Regions from separate parts of the Zea mays genome. Here regions 2 and 3 are each linked to region 1. Evidence: chromatin contacts called from public Hi-C data. All regions are on one chromosome and are shown on one strand. Each heading gives the region's core, a stretch centred on a gene start, on an enhancer-like site or on the middle of the called end of the contact. The rest is flanking DNA. Distances are from core to core; before and after follow the strand shown. Region 1 holds the start of LOC100304257. Region 2 holds the start of LOC100276248. Region 3 holds the start of LOC100281233 (BRASSINOSTEROID INSENSITIVE 1-associated receptor kinase 1).

The links. Hi-C and Micro-C count contacts between places; a contact is called where the count stands out from the background.
Region 2: a contact with region 1 is called in a Hi-C map of endosperm, with 2.5 times the contacts expected there. The contact joins the promoter of LOC100276248 here to the promoter of LOC100304257 in region 1. A contact is called at or near these places in 4 of 25 Hi-C or Micro-C datasets (ear, endosperm, leaf and 1 more).
Region 3: a contact with region 1 is called in a Hi-C map of ear, with 4 times the contacts expected there. The contact joins the promoter of LOC100281233 here to the promoter of LOC100304257 in region 1. A contact is called at or near these places in 4 of 25 Hi-C or Micro-C datasets (bundle sheath, ear, leaf and 1 more).

Annotation. Positions count from the first base shown.
Region 1 is chr4:23,366,989-23,370,537 of Zm-B73-REFERENCE-NAM-5.0, reverse strand. It overlaps LOC100304257, which reads left to right and starts at 1,338. Exons shown (of 8, transcript NM_001165700.1): 1 at 1,338-1,765; 2 at 2,883-3,045; 3 at 3,338-3,538. The coding sequence starts at 1,396.
Region 2 is chr4:23,524,353-23,527,756 of Zm-B73-REFERENCE-NAM-5.0, reverse strand. It overlaps LOC100276248, which reads left to right and starts at 1,622. Exons shown (of 4, transcript NM_001374098.1): 1 at 1,622-1,746; 2 at 1,854-2,045; 3 at 2,132-2,419. The coding sequence starts at 1,741.
Region 3 is chr4:23,610,138-23,613,790 of Zm-B73-REFERENCE-NAM-5.0, reverse strand. It overlaps LOC100281233 (BRASSINOSTEROID INSENSITIVE 1-associated receptor kinase 1), which reads left to right and starts at 1,896. Exons shown (of 7, transcript NM_001154152.3): 1 at 1,896-2,094; 2 at 2,220-2,352; 3 at 2,686-2,757; 4 at 2,843-2,986; 5 at 3,097-3,177; 6 at 3,300-3,352; 7 at 3,459-3,653. The coding sequence starts at 2,010. The coding sequence ends at 3,496.

The sequences.
Region 1 (3,549 bases), core at 89-2,588:
TGAAGTGAAAACGTTTTTTTAAAAAAGAGAACAAGTGAGTGTCATGGAGATCAAACTGTCTTAGCTAGCACAATTATTATCGACTATATATGGGTCATGGAATTATATATCTACAAATTCTAAAATGAAACTTTTCATTAAAAAAGAGTGTTTCGTTTATTTTTTCATTTTGTTATAGATAGCATGGCAGTTTTAAAAGATCATGCTAGAAAACTCTCTACTAGACAGCCTTATTAGGAGCAACGTCCCTTTTCGCCTTTTGTGCATTTCTTTCGGGCCAAAACTCCAAACTGCCGTGGGCTTTCCCAGGTTAGACAATGGGCCTGTTTGGTTCAGCTTTTTTCTGACCAGCTTTTCTGAAAATCTGGCTGTGAGGAGAATCTGGCTGTGGGGAGAATCTGAGTATCATTACGATTACGTGTGGAAGAAGATGAAGTTGTTCATAGGACTCAGGATCTACAAAGTGATGGATTCCTACTATTACAACGACTTAACCGATTATGTGTTTATATTGATTTTGGATGGTTTTTGTCCCAACGAATTTTATAGAAGCTGGCTGAAAAGCTGAGCGTTTGGCAGTCCGCAGCAGTTTTTAGTGGCCAGAAGCTGCTAGAATCCGAAACAAACAGGGCCATTATATGTCGCTCATCCACTCCAACCCTTAACTCCTTATACATTCAAACAAGTCTTTAGGACTAGTTTAGAAAATCAAATCATAATAAAATCCTTGTTATAGCATCCCCAAAAGCTTACCATAAGTCTCTTCTAAATAAAGTTTTTTGGAAAAAATACAAAAACGTATATCCAACAGTTCCCCTAAAACGTTCCAAACTTTTTTCATAGCTCTTAAAACTTCCTCATTTGTAGCTACAAATGAGAGGTTTTTTGGGCTCCCCAGAAACAATATGCCACTTTAAGGGATCTGTTGGAGAGAGAATTAAAATCTACCCTCACTAATTTTTTAGATGCCGGTTAAAACGGATTTTGAAGAGTCATTTTCTAGAGAGCTTTTTGTGATACTCTTATTACTCAGGGTAGCAATCCCAAAAATGCAGGGCTAGTTTAGAAACTTAAATCATTTCTAGGATTCCCGGATCAAAGAAAAAAATATATTTATATATTTACATTTTAAATGATATATTAAATAAAACTAAAATATGTATGTAACTATTTAAATTTAATGGTTATGACAGATACATACGCATAGCAATTTATTCCTCTCCTCTATATATTTTCAAAAACATAAAAAAGAAAAAAAATCAACACCGGACCAATGCGCGCTCGCTCCAGCACAGTATTGCGGCAGTATTGCAGTCCAGAACAGGGCACCGCCGCACCGGTGCTCGTTCCAGCCCAGGAGGCCAGTACCGCAGTCCCGCGCAGCCGGCCATTCCCATGCCGCCGGCACCCATGAGATGGCGGCGCGGGGGCCGCTCGTCATCGCGTCTCCTTCAGCGAGCCCTCCTCTTGGCCGCCTTCTCCGCTGCGGCCCTCATCCTCCTCGTACTCCAGCACCACCACGGTCCTAAACGCCCAAACCCTTCCGCCGCGTCCCACGCCCGCGACTCCTCAGACGAGCTCCTCGACGACTCGCCTCCCGCGGAGCGGGATCCGGATGCCAGTGACCCTGCGGTAGTTGTTGACAGGGCCACGTGCGCAACGGTGGAGATGATGGGGGAGGAGGCCGCTGGTGCTGGGCGGGGCTCTCCGGAGCAGGCCAGCCTGCGGGTCCGCGAGATGATCCGGCGCCACTTCGAGCTCCACGGTGCGTTCCGGTCACGAAGAGGATGTCTCCTCGATTTTGATCTCTGTTTTTATTCCCCTGTAAATGCTCCATGGTTTGTTAGCCATGCTATGTATATGTGAATTAGAATATTTTTTTGGACCAATATGTGGATTAGAATATGATCCATAAACCGGCTAGTTTGATGGCATACGCTATCAACACAGGGCTTATTTTGTTATAAGGGCTAATGACTATAGCTAACTATACATTAGCCCAAATTAGCTCTAGTGCATCCAAACATGAGGGCTAAATGGCTAATAGGCGAGCTAATTTGTTAGACAAGTGTTCAACTAATTGTTAGCCATCTAGATAGCTAACCTGGTCTATTTTGAGCTATTTTTTAGCCTAACTAGTAACTGGCTCTAGCTCATCCAAACACTCCATTTAGGAATGAATTGGGGACTAGCCTGAAAAGCGCCTGATAGGTTGGCAATTCACATTAGTTGATTGCCCCTTATGAACTTCTCAAGTTTTTATGTTGCTGGCGGTGGCAGAAATTGACATTGCTCGAAGTATGTTCTCATAACTACTTGCTGCCATCATTCGCCCCACTACATGTGGTTGTTTCTAGCAAATCACATTAGGATTGTGTATTTGTGTATTACAGAACCTTGAACCAAACTGAATTTTGGTACATATCCACTGTCATTCTTCTACATTATGCACCAGTATATCCATTTGTAACTGCAGTGTCTACATAGGTTCTTTATTACTCATTGGGCTTCCTGTCACAATATAGTGTTGCTGTGAACATCAACAACTAATAAACAGAACAATCAGTATATGATTTTTTTTATACAAAATTGAAAGTTGGCCGCCTATCTTCTACCACTGTTTATTGAATTGTTTGAAGCATTGGTTTACTTGATTCAACAAAATTTCTATTCACATGATACAAACTTGTTCAGGAGAGAGACACAAATTAAAAGCTATCATGTTTGTGGCCCATCACATGCTTACGAAGTGTAAATTAACATGTGCATCACATAGTTCAGTCATAAGTCAACTGTGATGTATCCAATAGATTTGCATGGAGAATTGCACTTTGTAGTTATGCACAGGAGCCCAACGTTTACATCTTCAATTAACTTGCCAGGAGCAGAAAGAGTGAGAATGCTTCCTGCCCATGAATTCTGCAAACAAGGATTTGTGTTGGGGAAAGCATCTGAAGCTGGATTTGGCAATGAAATGTACAAGATCTTAACAGCGGGAGCCTTGAGTGTCATGTTAAACCGATCTTTGATCATCGGGCAAACAAGGCATATGGATTTACACTCTGCTACTTTTCATGTGTATCTTTGATTTGACTATTATGCGATTGGTCGGAAGCATTGAGTTCTATGAATTTGCTTCTTTTCCTGTTGTTGTTGCCAAACATTCTTCAAACTTTATGTTGCTTATATATTGTTAATTTTTACAGGATGTTTAATTGTGAATTGTTGCGTATTATCATGGCTGTGAACCCCTGATAAATAGATTCTGTAGTTCAATAGCAGTGGTGATTAATATTCATTATCCACTTACAAATTTTTGTTCTTCTCTAACAAACAGGGGACTGTATCCTTTTGGGGAGTACATTTCTTATACCAACCAGTCATTCACTATTCATGAAATCAAACATTTGTGGAGGAAGCATCGCTGTGCTAGGACATATGGTAGAGATCTGAATATCAGAGTGGATATTTTTGAAAATCCAACTGAGACGAATGTTCTGTGTAGTGACTGGAATAGCTGGAAGGATTCAATTATCTGGTTAGTATTAC
Region 2 (3,404 bases), core at 373-2,872, 160 kb before region 1:
TGCTGCCATTACGTACTACGCAAACCTGACTGACCAAGCCACCCACAGCAAACAAAACAAAAGAGGAAACAGCCGAGGCAGCCACTGCCGTTCACCGGACCCTGGCCTCATGTTCTGGAGACGGTCGCATGCAGAGCAGAGCAGAGCAGAGGTGTGGTCACCCCGCGGTCGCGGTCGCGGCCACGGCCACGCCCACGCCCTTTCGGGCTTTCGTCTCCAACAAGACCTCACGCTGCACACGCTGCAGTGGCGCAGGGGAGCAGAGAGCCTGTGGACTGTGGTAGACCGACCATACCTACGCAAGGCCTGGCCACGCGCTGCGGTCATCAGCACGCACTGCTGCGTACGCGCGGCACTGTTCTACGTAATGGTCGCACCGCCAGCGCGCGCTCAGTCAGCAGCGCAGGACGCACAGCTGCCGCCTGCTTGAATCCTGCTCTTCGGACTCGACTCGACTCGACTGGCTATACTCTACTCTACTCTCTAGGAGTATAGTGTCTACCGCGCGGCTGCTGCCTTGCCTTCCATGGCAAGGCATGGCACGCACGCACGCACGCTGCGCCCATCTCCTCGCATTAGGCTGTCTCCAACAACGCTCTGCATATGCGTCTGTACGCTAAATTTAGAGTATGGTGGCGTGTGCTATCCCTCCAACAACGTTCGCTAAAGAAGACCGTAAAATTTACGGTTCGCTGAGAAGCCTCTAAATGTGGCAGATGAAGAAGCGTCCGCTATACGGTGGCAGTTGCATCCTCGCGCCCAAAGCCGGAATCTTCTCTCTCCTCTGTTCCCCTGACGACCTTCTTCCCCGCGCTGCCGGTTCGTTCGCGTCTTGCACTGTACGTGTTCGATGTGAAGCAGGGCAGCAGGAGGTCGGAATCGGGCGGATCCGGCGGCGGACCACCCTACCTCCATGGCGGACGGTTAGATTCACCACGCAGACAGTTGCTGCAGCCGCCAACACTACAAGCCTGCAACTGCTATCATTGCCAGCCCCAAACCTTGACAGTCGAGGTGGTGAAAGCGAACAAGGATGCTCTTCTTGGAGAACAGGGTTGCAGAGGAGAGGAACAGCGATGAGAGCAGGAAGGCGGAGACAACGACATGGCAAAAAAAGGTTGATATTTGGTGGGGATTTTGAGGGGTGAGATTAAGCTATTTCCATATCTGGTATATTATTTTTTAAATAGGATCGATGGGTATTTTCTATATTAAATGAAAATGTATTGTAAAAACTATTTTAAATTTCTGGTACGACGAACCGCTCGTGGATAAATATACGAAAAACAATGATTAAATATGGTAGTTTATATATTCTGTTAATACTGTAGATATAAAGAATCAAATTTAGAGAACGTTGCTGGAGACAAAAAAGATATAGATGACGAAATATTTTAGAGTGTGCTGTAAAGGACATAGAATATTTCTTTAGGGATGAAATTTAGGGAACGTTGCTGGAGACAGTCTCATCCTGCTGTAACCACCTAACCTAACCCAATCTCCGGCAGGAATGGGCGGACATCCCACTCCACTCTTTGACTACCTACTAGCTCTCCCCCAAGTCTCGCTCTATAAATACGTACACCAGTTCATCGCCCTAGCTAGCTCCACCAGTTCACCTTCCCCTTCCCCTGCCCCTGCGTGCGTGACCGGCGACCTAGCTCGCAGTCGCACTACACTACTCCTCGACCACCACTCCGATCCTTCCTGCCTCGACGACGGTCGCGCGCGCGGCAGCCCATGAAGGTACGTACTAGCGCTAGCCGTAGCGTATACTGAGACCGCTAGCTAGCTGCTCTGCTCGGTTCCATCTCTTTGATTCGTGTTGTGTGCACATGATGAGCCCCGTGCAGAAGAAGCAGGCGCGGGCGAGGCGGCAGCGCGTCCCGGCGTTCGGGGAGTGGAACCATGCCTACGGCTACGGCGGCGGCGGCGGCGACCAACGGCCCGTCGTCACCCACTACGACCTGGACTCCGCCATGCAGATGCAGGCCAGGCGACTCGTCGTGGCGATACCGGCGGTGCCGCCCAAGCCTGCCAGCAAGGTACGGTACGGTGGCGACGACGATCGACTGCATTTTTTGGTTCGATGCGTTGCTCATGTGTCATGTGCTGCTGACTGCTGTATTAGGTGGTGAAGTGGAGGCAAAGTGCCACAGCCACGCTTGAGCTGGAGGACGAAGATGGCGAGCACGAGCACGAGGACGAGAAGAAGAAGCAGCTGCAGCAGCAGCATTTGGGTTTGGACGTGGTGGTGGGACTGGGACTGGGCGGCGCTGGCGCTGGCGCTGCCAGGAAGCAGGGGAAGCAGCAGAGCCCGGTGGTGGGCTACCAGGCGCGACGGAGGAGGGCGGCGGTCAAGACCGTGGACCAGGACCTCTACCACATCCCGCCCGACATGCTCTGCCACGAGCCCAGGGTTAGTGTTTCAAATTCAGCTGGTTACTAATGGCACAAGCTGACACCTGACAGTGGAATCGTTAAACGTAATAAGTACGTAGTAGGGTTTAGGGTTCTAGCCAAGCACACGCGCGCTCCCTCCGTCCTGAAATAATTAATCATGTTTGGGTTATGACTTGTTTATAGGTTTTAGGGTTTGTAGTGACTAATCTTTTTACTCCCTTCGTTTTATTCTATTTTAGTTCATAAATTGCTAAATACGAAAACTAGAATATAGTTTTAGTTTCCATATCTAGCAATTCAGGGGGTGTTTGGTTTGCCCCTGCTAAAATTTAGCCTCTATCACATCGAATGTTTGAACCTCCGTTCGGGGTATTAAATGTAGTCGGATTATAAAACTAATTTCTCAGCCGAAGATTAAAAAGTGAGACGAATCTAGTACAGTTGGTTGGGCCTATATTTCATACTCCTATTTGAAAGTCAAACGCTTGATGTGACCCGGACTAAACTTTAGTCCACAGAACCAAACACCCCGTAAAATAGAATAATAGTGCCTAGAAACTAAGCACCCCCTTAATCTACAATAGCATATTCACAACATATGTATTCAGTGTCATAAACGTTAATTACCTATACATATCTGGTTTAAATTGTACTGTCCCCGCCTTACCAACACAAAGGGCACATCTCTCACTTAGAAGAGCCAAACACTATTATCATGAAAGTACTAATGTTACGGCATCAAAATAGCTAGATACCATTGTATTATTAATGTCATATATTTTTATATATACTAACCCACCATCTAAGAGATTTAGATGTTACTATTATTGTCCACAAATTTAGGCCGATTGACTCAAAGAACGAGATGGGCGTTCATTCTTAGGCATTGTTCCTATCGCATGTGGATTGGATGAGATTAAAAAAAATATCAAAGATTTTGACTTATTTGGGATTGAAATCCACTCAATCTCATCGAATTTACATGGATTGAGAGCAAAACG
Region 3 (3,653 bases), core at 647-3,146, 240 kb before region 1:
ATCAATTGTGTTTATAACAAAGCGAGAGTAATTTAATTATTTGAGGCAACAAATAAATTCAATTGAAAATGTTGTCAACTATAAAGTTGCATAATTTTTCAAGATCTAAAACTTCTATTTCGATAGTTTCTACCTCTGAGGCTGTTTAAAAAAAATTAAATTTCAAATTTGAAAACTTCAAACAAATCTTACTATGATAAGATGATTTTAAATAAAAAATCAATTATAAAGTTTCATTACATTTCAAAACCTATAACTTTTATTTTGTTGCTTTTCCATCCGAGGTAGTTTGAAAAATTAAAATTTTAAAATTCAGACATAGTTTTGCATGACAAGTTGATTTCAAACCAAAATATTATCAATTGCAAAGTTTTATAACTTTTCAAGACCTACGACTTTCATGTTAGTGGTTTTCTCATTCGAGGTTGTTTTCAAAATTCAAATTTTACATTTTTTAAATTTAGACATAGTTTTCGTTGACAAGATGACTTCAAATGAAAAGTTGTCAACTATAAAATTATATAACTTCTCAAGATCTACAAAGTTTGTTTTGGTTGTTTAGTCATTTGTTCACCTTACATGATGGTTCTAACATTATTCACAAATCTTATACATCTCTATTGTAGTTTTCTAAACTACGAGATAGATATATGTTTTTTTACAAATTTACTTTTATTTTGTCATATAAAAAATGATCAAAATATAAATTATACATCTTGATAAGTTATACAAATTTATAGTTGAAAACTTTTTCATTTGAATTAATTTACTGATTTAAATGTGATTTTTAAATTATGTGTTGAAAAAATATACTCGACAAAAAAGCTCTTTGCCGAATGTTTAGTTTTATGCTTAGCACTCGGCAAAAAGTTTCTTTGTCGAGTGCTCGAAAGAAAATACTCGACAAATCATTTAGCACTCGAAAAGAACCAAATTCTGATAGTGATTAGTCTGTCTACGTTCACATTTATGATTCTAAAAAAAGTTTTCAATGGCAATTTAGCTATAGCTGTCACACTATCACAGAAAAAGCCGAAGACCATTACAAGGTGAGGTTTTACCGGGTCAGGACAAAACAAAATCTAGTCCGGGACTTCCTTTGTGCACATTCGCCACTCGAAAGAGTACAATATGTAAGCCGTTCCTGACTTTTCAGGGGCCCAGTGCGAAATCCGATATCGAGATCCATCCACACATATATATAATTATACATATATTATCAAATATTTGACATATTAAAATTATTATGCACTATTTTGAAGTTTACAAGATAACAAATGTAAAATATAGCAAAAAAACACATGTTATCTCATATTATTAAAAATATCTTTTAACATTTTGTGATACAAAGTCATCTCTTATATCATTGAGATCAATCTCATCTAACAACTTTTTTTGATATATAGAATCACCAAGCCATTTAACATCTCTTGAGTTATTGTTGATCAAAAATAGTTCACAAAAATATTTCAATTTTAAAAAGCTTCTCTCTGCCAAAGCAACCATCATATGTATAGTTTATAATACTCTCCCTATATCAAAATAGAATTTGTTTTGCTTCTTTAGTGGATTTATCATCATCAATATAAACATAAAAATCAAGAACTAAAACAAATACTATTTTGAAACGGATGGAGTATTCGATAAGTAATTGAGACAGTTTAAGAATATAAACGAGACTAGTCGATAACTCGATAACGCATCGCTCTTTACGTATTTATGTCTATAATAGATAAGTTTAATAGGAAAAAATACTACCGTACAGTGGCTACGGGGCCCTCTATTTTGGGGGGCCCGGTGCGGCGGCACCCTTGGCACCCCCACAGGGACGGCCCTATGTATCCGGTCCATGATGGAGTAGGCAAGTTTGACCGGACTAGCTAGAGCTGGGAAGATTCAAAACCAATCCCTTTATTTATTCTTACAAGTTACAGCTGTCTATATGCAATGCAAAGCGTCCCCTCAACATTTCAGTGTGTGCCAAGAAGTTCTCAGGCTCAAACTGAGCAATGGCAGCTCAGTTTGCAGCGGCAACAGCAGTCTTCCTGAGCTGCCTTCTTGCTCTTGCAGCACTTGCAAGCTGCAACACTGAAGGTAAACTGCATGTATATGATGTCGCAAGCATCGTTTCCATGTTGAGTCTTTTCCCGGAACACTGTGTATATATCATACAGTCTTTTTCTTTCTGAAACATGCATGTTTGTTGTTGTGGCTCCAAGGTGACATCCTGTACAAGCAAAGGGCGACATGGAAGGACCCAAACGATGTGCTCGTGAGCTGGGATCCGACTCTTGCCAATCCCTGCACCTGGGTCCATATCACTTGCAACAACGACAACAGTGTTATTCGTGTGTATGTTCCTCTCTCCTTTAATTTTATAGATAATGGAACAGAGAGTCCCAGACTCTACCATCCCAAGATAGTACCCAGCTTGTTCATTGATAAAAGGTGCATTGAAGCTCAACTCCGATGTACTCCGTCCGTTCTAAAATAGTAGTCGTTTCAGCTTTTAGTTCTTACGTCTATATTCAAATTAATAATGATGAATATAGACACATATACAAAACATATGCATCAAGAATTGTATAAACTCAGTAATTCTTTAAAACGACTACTATTTTGGGACGGAGGGAGTACGAGCGAACACAACAACTAAACTAGCTGTTTATTGCCTTTTTTTTGCAGAGATTTGGGGAACGCAGGCCTATCAGGCACTCTGATTCCAGATTTGGGAGGACTGCAGAACCTCCAGTACCTGTAAGAATTGCAGACTGCACTAAAAAACCCTAGCTTATTTCTCTGTCTGTTTTATGAACTGTTAAAATGTGGCGATCTACTTCAGGATGTTGTATGGGAACAATCTGACAGGGCCCATACCTGAATCTCTGGGCAATTTGACGAGCCTTGAGAGGCTGGAGCTTCAGAGGAATGCGCTGAGCGGTGCAATCCCATCCTCTCTCGGGAACATCAAAACATTGCAGTTCATGTATGTCATAGTCCTTAAATTTGGATTCAGAGATGAATTTTTGAAATGGTCAAGGAGTTCATAGTCGGTGTGTGTGGCTTCTGACATTTGACTCGTGTGTCCACGCACAGGAAGTTGAACGCGAATATGCTGACCGGCACGGTTCCATTGGAAGTCCTCTCTCTTGTCATTGCTGGGAATCTGACCGAGCTGTGAGTAATGCGTTAGTTTCAATACATCGTTGTCGCCTCTACATGGATACATAATCATATTTTACAAGATGACGTTCTCTATTCGCAACTGACAAAAGGGAAAAAAAAATGTATTCATTCAGAAATATTGCAAACAACGACTTGGCCGGCACAGTCAGATCATCTGGTTTGAGAGGTATGTAACCTGCAGCTTTAATTGGTTTACTTTTTATTTTCTTCTGTATACGCATATATAATATAAAAGTGAGGCTTACAAGAATTACATACTGGCATTATCACAGTGACTGCAATCATCCAGGACAAGCTGAAGACTACATGATGAGTCCCTGGGTGTGGACATTGGCTTTCTTCATGACAATGTTTGACAAAAAAAATAGTAAATAAATAAATCCAGTGACATGGATTGATCTAGACATCTTGTAGTATGATGATATGGCTGCTGGATAAATTCTATTCTTCTCCGATTTTTCCCTCGA